2 separate regions of the Pan troglodytes genome follow, and region 2 is linked to region 1. The links are chromatin contacts, called in public HiChIP or PLAC-seq maps. All regions are on one chromosome and are shown on one strand. The core of a region is the stretch at or near the end of the contact, and the rest is flanking DNA. Distances in the headings are between cores, read along the strand shown.

Evidence for each region. HiChIP or PLAC-seq counts read pairs in DNA pulled down with a chosen protein or histone mark.
Region 2: an H3K4me3 HiChIP or PLAC-seq map of stem cell-derived excitatory neurons shows a contact between it and region 1, with 2.1 times the contacts expected there. The contact joins the promoter of AFG2B here to the promoter of SHF in region 1. A contact is called at or near these places in 4 of 7 Hi-C or Micro-C datasets (blood, induced pluripotent stem cells and stem cell-derived neural progenitor cells) and 1 of 1 datasets of contacts at active chromatin or transcription factors (stem cell-derived excitatory neurons).

The regions. Positions count from the first base shown.
Region 1 is chr16:37,168,243-37,172,352 of NHGRI_mPanTro3-v2.0_pri, forward strand. It overlaps SHF (Src homology 2 domain containing F), which reads right to left and starts at 1,863. Exons shown (of 9, transcript XR_008539569.2): 1 at 1,330-1,863.
Region 2 is chr16:37,382,326-37,386,435 of NHGRI_mPanTro3-v2.0_pri, forward strand. It overlaps AFG2B (AFG2 AAA ATPase homolog B), which reads left to right and starts at 2,328. Exons shown (of 8, transcript XM_016928152.3): 1 at 2,328-3,535. The coding sequence starts at 2,447. LOC107968613 (a long non-coding RNA gene) reads right to left here and starts at 2,351. Exons shown (of 4, transcript XR_008539573.2): 1 at 1,956-2,351.

The sequences.
Region 1 (4,110 bases), core at 613-3,112:
CACATCACACAATAGCAGGGGACAAGAAGCAGACGAGCACAGCCTTGGAGAAGTGCCCTTGAACCTTCCTCTGCAGAATAAGTATCCTGGCCCAGGATGGGCAGCCATGCCCCATGGCAAAAACTAGGGGAAAAATAATTTGCATTCCTGAGGCTTCTGCTCTGACCCTGACAGATCTCTCTCATCCAGGAAATCTGGCGGAACGGCGCTCTCTCAGCTAAAAAGCCTCAATCCTGGAGCCAACGGATTCGGAAAGCAACTTTGCACTCCAATCAAATAAAAATGTTCTTCTCTGCTGAGGAGAAGGGGGCAGGCCCCAGAACTGAGCTCTCGGGGTGAGTGAAGAAGGACAGCAGAGCCAAGGCAGCCCACAGAGTCATCATCACAGAATTTAGGGGCCTGGGATGGCTTTCAGCTCTCACTCTGCCAGGGAGGGATAAGGCCAACCCGAATCTGGGCAGGGCCCTGAGCCATGGTGGATTTCCTGTTCTCCTCCCTATCCTGGTGCCTGCAGACCCAGGAAAAGCTCCAGCCTCCCTCAGAATGGACCAGGGGGAGAGGGAGGCCAGGAGGACAGGAGGAATGGGCTCAGCTGCTTAGCCCCACGTGGGCAACAGGTCCTGAGCACTGACTATCCTCATACCTGAGAGGACGAGGGAAGGAGGGAGGAGTGGGCCTGGACCCCACGAAGCCCCCTTGGCAAGAGCTGTAAGCTGCCTGTCTTCACCTCCTGAGAACAACAGCCTATAGGGCAAAGGCCAGCTCGTGCTGTGTCCGCAAGGAGAAACCCGTCTTCACCTCCTTTCTGGGGCTTCAGCACCTGCAAGGATGCTTAGGCTGGAGAAACAGGAGGAGGAAGAGGAGGAGGAAGCAAAGAGGCAACAGGAGGCAAGAGCTTTGTGCTGGCTATGCCCAGGGGGAAGGGTCAGAGATCAAAGGGCACTGAGCCGCTGCTTCCAGAGGGGCAGAAAGGCCATCAACCAGTGGGGGTTGGGAGGTGCGCCTCAATTCCCGTTAGCAAAAGGCTCACGGATCAGGCTAGAGGGGGCTACGAAGTGGAGAGCCAGCCCGGGAGGGGGAGGGTCACAGTTCTGGGGCCATTACAAGGGATAGGGCAGAGGGGCAGAGTTTGGGGCTTCCGTCTCAGATTAGTCGGTTGAGAATCTGAACAAAGGTGGGTGAAGGCTCGGAACCCCGGGGTCAGGGGCTCGCGTCTGCCAGAAGCTGAGACATCGAGGGGCCCGGGCCAAGCCACCTTTGTCCCTCTCGCAGCCTCCAGACCCCTGACCGCCTTCCCTCCTGGCCATCCCGGCCCGGCGCGGCACTCACCCTATCGCTGCTGGCAGGGGGTCCGGAGATCCGCTCATCAGCAGGCGGCGCCGGGGGCCCCGGGGTCTCGACCCGAATAAGGCGGTGTGGGGGAGAGCCGTGGCGCGGGGGCGGTGTGGGTCCGGGGGCGACAGGGGTGGCGAGGGCGGCGGAGCCGGACGACCCCCCGGAGTAGGGGTCTTCGAAGTCGCGCTCCCGCTGCAGCCTGTAGGCGGCCAGGATGTCCGGGGGCGGCGCGGGGGGCGCGGCCGGAGAGGGCGCAGGGGGGCGGTAGTCGGGCTCGGGGGGCGCCGGCTTGCTGCCCCCTCCGCCGCCGCCCCCCCCGCGGAAGCCCAGGTGCTCCCGGAGCCACTTGGCTACTCCGCCGCTGCCGCCCCCTCCTGGGCCGGCTCCCGCACCCCCGGCGCCCCGGCGGGACCCCCCCGGGCCGCCCCCAGCGCTCCCCTGCGCTCGCGGCCCCGGGCGGGAGCCAGCCGGAGGAGCTCCGCTCAGTAACATGGGGCCAGCCAGACTGAGCGAGGGGAGCGCAGCGGCGGGTGGGGGGCGGGGGCGGGGTGGGGAGGGGGGCGGGGCTCCGCCGGGCGGGGAGGGGGCGGGGCGCGTCAGTAACAAGGGAGAGGCGGGGCTCCGCTCCCTAACAGGGTCTTCCTCCTCCCGTAGCTCAGAAGAGCGTACGCGGGCTTCCAGCCGGTATGCACAGGCAAGAAGTGAAGTGGGCAGCCCTGGGGCAGAGGATGCGACTACTGGACTGAGGTTGAATCCTTTACGTGTCGCCACGCGGTCCCCTGTGGGGAGCGCATCCATCCCCATCTGTTCTTTTCCCCAGCTCCCAGCTCGTGCGAGACGCAAAGAGGGGAGCCCCCAGACTCCTGACTCTAGGGCGCCTTACGCCTCTCCTCTTCCCTCTCCCAGGATCTCGCAACTGGGAAACTATAATCTAGGAGGAAAATCTAGGCGGGCAAGAAAAGGGGCTAGGTTCTGTAAGATGTGTCTGTAAGCCTCCTCCTCCCGTGCTACCTTGGGAGCCCCACAACCTCCTCCCATCCAACTGTACGCACTGCACATACCCGAACCTACGTTACTTCCCGATCCAGGCAAACACATCTCACATCACATACAAACAACTCCCTAGAGACGCCCACTTCTCCCGTGTCGTTTTCACACACGCCCTTCTCACACGCAAACAGCCCTCGCTCAAACATCCCCCACCCACGGGAGCACCTGCTCCAAACGGGCCCACATGGCCCTGACGATAGCATGCGCACGCACGCAGAAATCCCTTCCAGCCACATCCCGGGCTTCATTGTCAATCAGATTAGTAACAGAATGGAAACAGACAAGTCAATAAATCAAGTCTAGAAACAGTCCCAGTGTTGTCTATCACAAACTCCTTATCCTCTTGAGGCTCGGATGCTCAAGTGCTAGGCATTTTTGTCTTAGAAATAAAGCCAGTTCCGGCTGGGCGCGGTGGCTCACGCCTGTAATCCCAGCACTTTGGGAGGCCGAAACGAGAGGATCACGAGGTCAGGAGATCGAGACCATCCTGGCTAACACGGTGAAACCCCGTCTCTACCAAAAATACAAAAAAATTAGTCGGGTGTGGTGGCGGGCACCTGTAGTCCCAGCTACTCGGGAGGCTGAGGCAGGAGAATCGCTTGAACCCAGGAGGCAGAGGTTGCATTGAGCTGAGATTGCGCGACTGCACTCCAGCCAGGGCGACAGAGTGAGACTCTGTCTCAAAAAAAAAAAAAAGAAAAGAAAAGAAAAGAAAAGAAATAAAGCCAGTTCCTCACCATAAATGTAGGCCTGAAGCCAACACCAACACATTTGCTCTTGGCTCTGCTGGGAAAGCAGCTGTCTCACCTCACTTTACCCCACCCCCTTTCCCCCACTGCCTCAGTGTCTCCGCACTCCTAGGTTCATGTCTGCCTTTTTTTTTTTTTTTTTTTTTTTGAGACAGAGTCTCACTCCGTCGCTGGAGTACAGTGGCACGATTTCAGCTTACAGCAACCTCCACCTCCCGGGTTCAAGCAATGCTCCCGCCTCAGCCTCCCTAGTAGCTGGGATTACAAGTGTGCGCCACCACACCTGGTTAATTTTTTGTATTTTTAGTAGAGATGGAGTTTCACCGTGTTGGCTAGGCTGGTCTCGAACTCCTGACCTCAAGTGATTCCCCACCTCGGCCTTCCAAAATGCTGGGATTACAGGTGTGAGCCAACGGCACCTGGCCATATCTGCCTTTTGAGGGCGCAAAAAGCCAAGAGGCCCCAAAGGAAAGGAGTTCAAAGCGGGGGGTGTAAAGAAGGATGTAATGGCAAAACTGTGAATCTCCTGGGATTCCCAGGGCCCCGAGTCTCAAAATATTTGTTGAGTTCCTGCTTTGTGCAAATTCTAGTTGGGCGAGGTGGCTCGTGCTTGTAGTCCCAGGTACCTGGGAGGTTGAGGTGGGAGAATTGCTTGAGCCCAGAAGTTCAAGGCTGCAGCGAGCTATGATTGTGCCACTGGTCAGACAGTGCTGCTTGTATTTAGGACAGTGCTTCTGATCAAGCCAGTGCTGCTTGTATTTAGGACAGTGCTTCTCAAACTTTAATGTGGACACTAATCTCCTGGGGATCTTGGTAAGTTACAGATTCTGACTCTCTAGGTCTAGCTGGGGTGGGGTCCCAGGTGATACAGATACTGCTGGTCCCAGACCACATGTTGAGTAGCTGGACTAAAGGAGATACTGGAGAATCTGATGTTGAACTTGGTTTTATGAAGTATAATAGAGAAAATAACGTG
Region 2 (4,110 bases), core at 1,078-3,577, 210 kb after region 1:
TGGGAGGCTGAGGCAGGTGGATCACTTGAGGCCTGGAGTTCGAGACCAGCCTGGCCAACAGGGTAAAACCCTATCTCTACTAAAAATCCAAAAGTTAGCCAGGTGTGGTGGTAGGCACATGTAATCCCAGCTACTTGGGAGCCTGAGGCAGGAGAATTGCTTGAACTTGGGAAACAGATGTTGCAGTGAGCTGAGATCCTGCCATTGCACTCAAGACTGGGTGACAGAGCAAGACTGTCTAAAAAATAAATAAAATTTTAAAAATAAAAAGAATGGTTTATCACAAGGAGATTATGTCATTGAATGGCATGATAAATATGGATGTTCAGATGGCTGAAATCATAGTGTTGCAAATGGTTAGACCTAAAGGGACAGAATGGATTTTACTGGATGATTGGGAAAGACATTTATAGTTTTGCTCAGAGTGAGTGGATAAGAGCTGAAGGCCCAGTAACAGAATTCCTTGTTGCTTTTGTTTGCAACCTATGGTAAAGACTGGATCTTTTAGAGAAAGAGTGAAGTGAAATAATATTTCCTGTGCATATGGATTCTATGAGGTCAGAGGGTTCTTGTTTGACCTTGTATAAAATCAACCTCTTAGACCAACCAAAAGCAACATGTAGTTTCCTTCTCATCATATTCCTAATAGCATAGTTTGTGCCTCTGTTTTAAACCAATTCAGAAAACTTTGAGGCCGATTTAACTTTATTGGCTCCCTATTTTGGCTTTGGTTATTCCACTCCATTAAACCTTTACTTCTTGGCCATTTCTGCACTGTAAATATAAGTAAATCTACTAACTCTTTTACATGAGATCCCTTTACATATTTAAGACAGTTATCATGTCCTCAGTAAGTCTTCTTTCCCTCTCCCAGATCCTTAAAGCTTCTTGGAACTGAATAGAAGGGACTCGATGAGGTACAGGCTTCTGATAAAATAACTTGATAGGCATGTAATTCACACCTTTAGGGGTCGGTAAAAACGATGGCTTTTTTTTTATTTCAAAAAATGCAAAGCTGTTATTTAAAAGTCCCAAAACCAAAAAGAACTGAAGCCAATGGGATTAAGAGGAAAAAAGAAAACAGGAAGTAATGGGTGACTTACCCATTTCAAGACCTCCTCCCGCTATTTTCTGATCCCTAAATTGTTCCAGAATCGATTTAAGCAGAAAAGTACAGCTGAGACCAGATAAGTTACTGTCAAGTCAAGAAGTCTGTCATGTCTGCCATGAAGTTTGGACAGAATGAGATCAGGAACTGGCATGGGTCTTAAGATACCAGATCTGACAGTACTTCCCAATGATAAGATATTACTACACAGTCGGTAATTGATTATTTGCATAGATAGAAAAAAAAACTCAGCAACTTAAGCACTCTAAAATATCAGTTTTGTCAACTCACAAATTTGGGTTGCAGTGAAAGTGGGGAAAATAGAGGTAGGAAGATGTAAGTCAAATAAAAACAAGGTATACCTTCTTGTCTTTGAATATCTGTAGTTCTTTTTTAACGGCAATTAAGAGGGATAGAAAATGTATTCCAGCTGATAAAAAGGAATTCCCTGTGCGAAAGGGAAAGGCAGAAAGCAGCTGGAAAAAAAAATAGCAGGCAGTTGTCTTAATAATGTAGATAGGTATCGCCTCTAATACAGGACTTAGTACTGTTGTGCCCCAATTAGACAGTAAGCATTGATCGCATGAACTTTAGTGATTAACTTGTTGCCAAAGAATATTCAAAAGAATATCAGAAATCAGAACAAATGTACTGTTGGTGTGCTACAAATCCATCAGGTAGCCTAGTTTTCCTTCTTTCCTCTCTACAAGGGATTTTAAGTGCCACCGTGTGCTTCCCTCCTACTATGCTGCTACTTTCCCATAGGAAGGGTTGTGCCTGGACCTCCCAGATTGGAACCCCGATTATCGAAGGTCCCAAGGCCGTATTCTCAGCTACGCCAAGTCACCTGAGACATTTGCACCAGAGCACCCAAAATTCTGTGCCCATGGGGATAGTTGGAGTTTCTTCACAAAATAGCAAAGTCTCCAGGTTGCTATTCCAACGGCGGTAGTACTGATGCTCCAGTTCGAAGGCCAGGAAAACAGAATGTAAAGCCGGTGACTTCTAAGATATATGTAACCACCAAAGTACATGCTTAATGACCTAGTGAAGTGAGCTTAAGCCGCCTCCCAGACACCTGTGACGAAGACCATCGCGGGAAAGCTCTGGGGTAGGCAACTCGATTTCACGAAAGCGGACACCAACGCTCTACCCAGAGGCCCGAGCGTCGTCTAACGTTTCCATTGGCCCTTTCGGCCTTCACTCAGCTGCTAGCAACGCAGTCTTCCCTAGCGCATGCGCGCAATCTGCTTCCGGCCTGCGAGCTCGGTGTTCCGCTTGTTGTGGACCGGGTGGGTTTCCTAATCTGGTTTCGTCTGCCTGGTTCATCTGTGTGCAATGGCTCCGGACTCGGATCCCTTCCCTGAAGGGCCGCTCTTAAAGCTGCTACCCTTAGACGCTAGAGACCGGGGCACCCAGCGCTGCCGCCTGGGCCCGGCCGCCCTCCACGCCCTGGGCGCGCGCTTGGGCTCGGCAGTGAAGATCTCGCTACCCGACGGCGGCTCCTGCCTCTGCACTGCCTGGCCTCGGCGGGACGGAGCGGACGGCTTTGTGCAGCTGGACCCGCTGTGCGCGAGCCCCGGGGCGGCGGTCGGGGCGTCGAGATCCCGGAGGAGTCTCAGCCTGAATCGCCTCCTCCTAGTGCCCTGTCCGCCCCTGCGGCGCGTCGCCGTGTGGCCGGTGTTGCGAGAGCAGGCAGGCGCGCCCGGTGCCCGGAATACAGCCGCGGTGCTGGAGGCGGCGCAGGAGCTGCTGAGAAACCGACCGATCTCCCTGGGCCACGTGGTGGTCGCTCCGCCAGGCGCTCCTGGCCCGGTGGCTGCCTTGCACATCGTCGGCGGGACGCCCAGTCCCGATCCCGCTGGGCTGGTCACCCCTCGTACCCGCGTCAGCCTTGGCGGGGAGCCTCCGTCGGAAGCCCAGCCGCAGCCCGAGGTGCCCCTGGGAGGTCTTTCGGAGGCGGCCGACTCGCTGCGGGAGCTCCTCCGCCTCCCGCTCCGCTACCCCCGCGCCCTGGCCGCGCTGGGCTTAGCGGTGCCTCGCGGGGTGCTCCTGGCGGGGCCCCCCGGAGTGGGCAAGACCCAGCTGGTGCGGGCCGTGGCGCGCGAGGCGGGCGCGGAGCTGCTGGCAGTCAGCGCCCCGGCGCTGCAGGGTTCCCGGCCTGGGGAGACGGAGGAGAACGTGCGGCGGGTCTTCCAGCGCGCCCGGGAACTGGCCAGCCGCGGACCCAGCCTCCTCTTCCTGGACGAGATAGACGCCTTGTGTCCCCGGCGGGGCGGTCGGGCACCCGAGAGCCGCGTAGTGGCCCAGGTGTTGACGCTGCTGGACGGCGCCAGTGGGGACCGCGAGGTCTTGGTTGTGGGAGCCACTAACCGGCCGGACGCTCTAGACCCAGCGCTGCGTAGACCCGGGAGATTTGACCGAGAGGTGAATGGGCTTGGCGGGTTTGCCCACTGGCGGTGGAACCTCGGCCGCTTCTGGCGCCAGTTGGCTGCCCCGGAGGCGTTTGCCTCTTAGGTTTGAGCATCGGTGAAGTTGGAGTGGGGGCTCTTTGCAATGCAGAGAACACGTTCTCTGCCGATATATGATCTGTGAGTCAGGACCTGTATTTCCCCAGAGTCAAATTGTCAGGACCTGTGAGTCAGGATCTGAGAGTCAGGACCTATGTTTCTCCAGAGTCTAATTGTTTTGGGAAGCGAGGTGTCCATTACAGGTTAATTTTGTTGTGCAGGTCCTATAATCAGTAATGTTAGTTCTTAAGAGAATTTTGGTCACCTACAAGCGTGTTAAACTCATTTTTTGGAATGAGAATTTAAAGAAGAAGGATAGCCTCAAGAAGTAAGTGTGTTGAAATAAAAAGGGAGAAGGTGGGGAAGAACTAAATTGAAGCAGGCATTAACTCTTCTGGATTTATTCATTCCTTGTCATAACACCAGCATCCTATTCCACAATTGAGGAGGTACCCACAACTGCTCCCTGAGTTGTCAGGGAGGTTGAATATT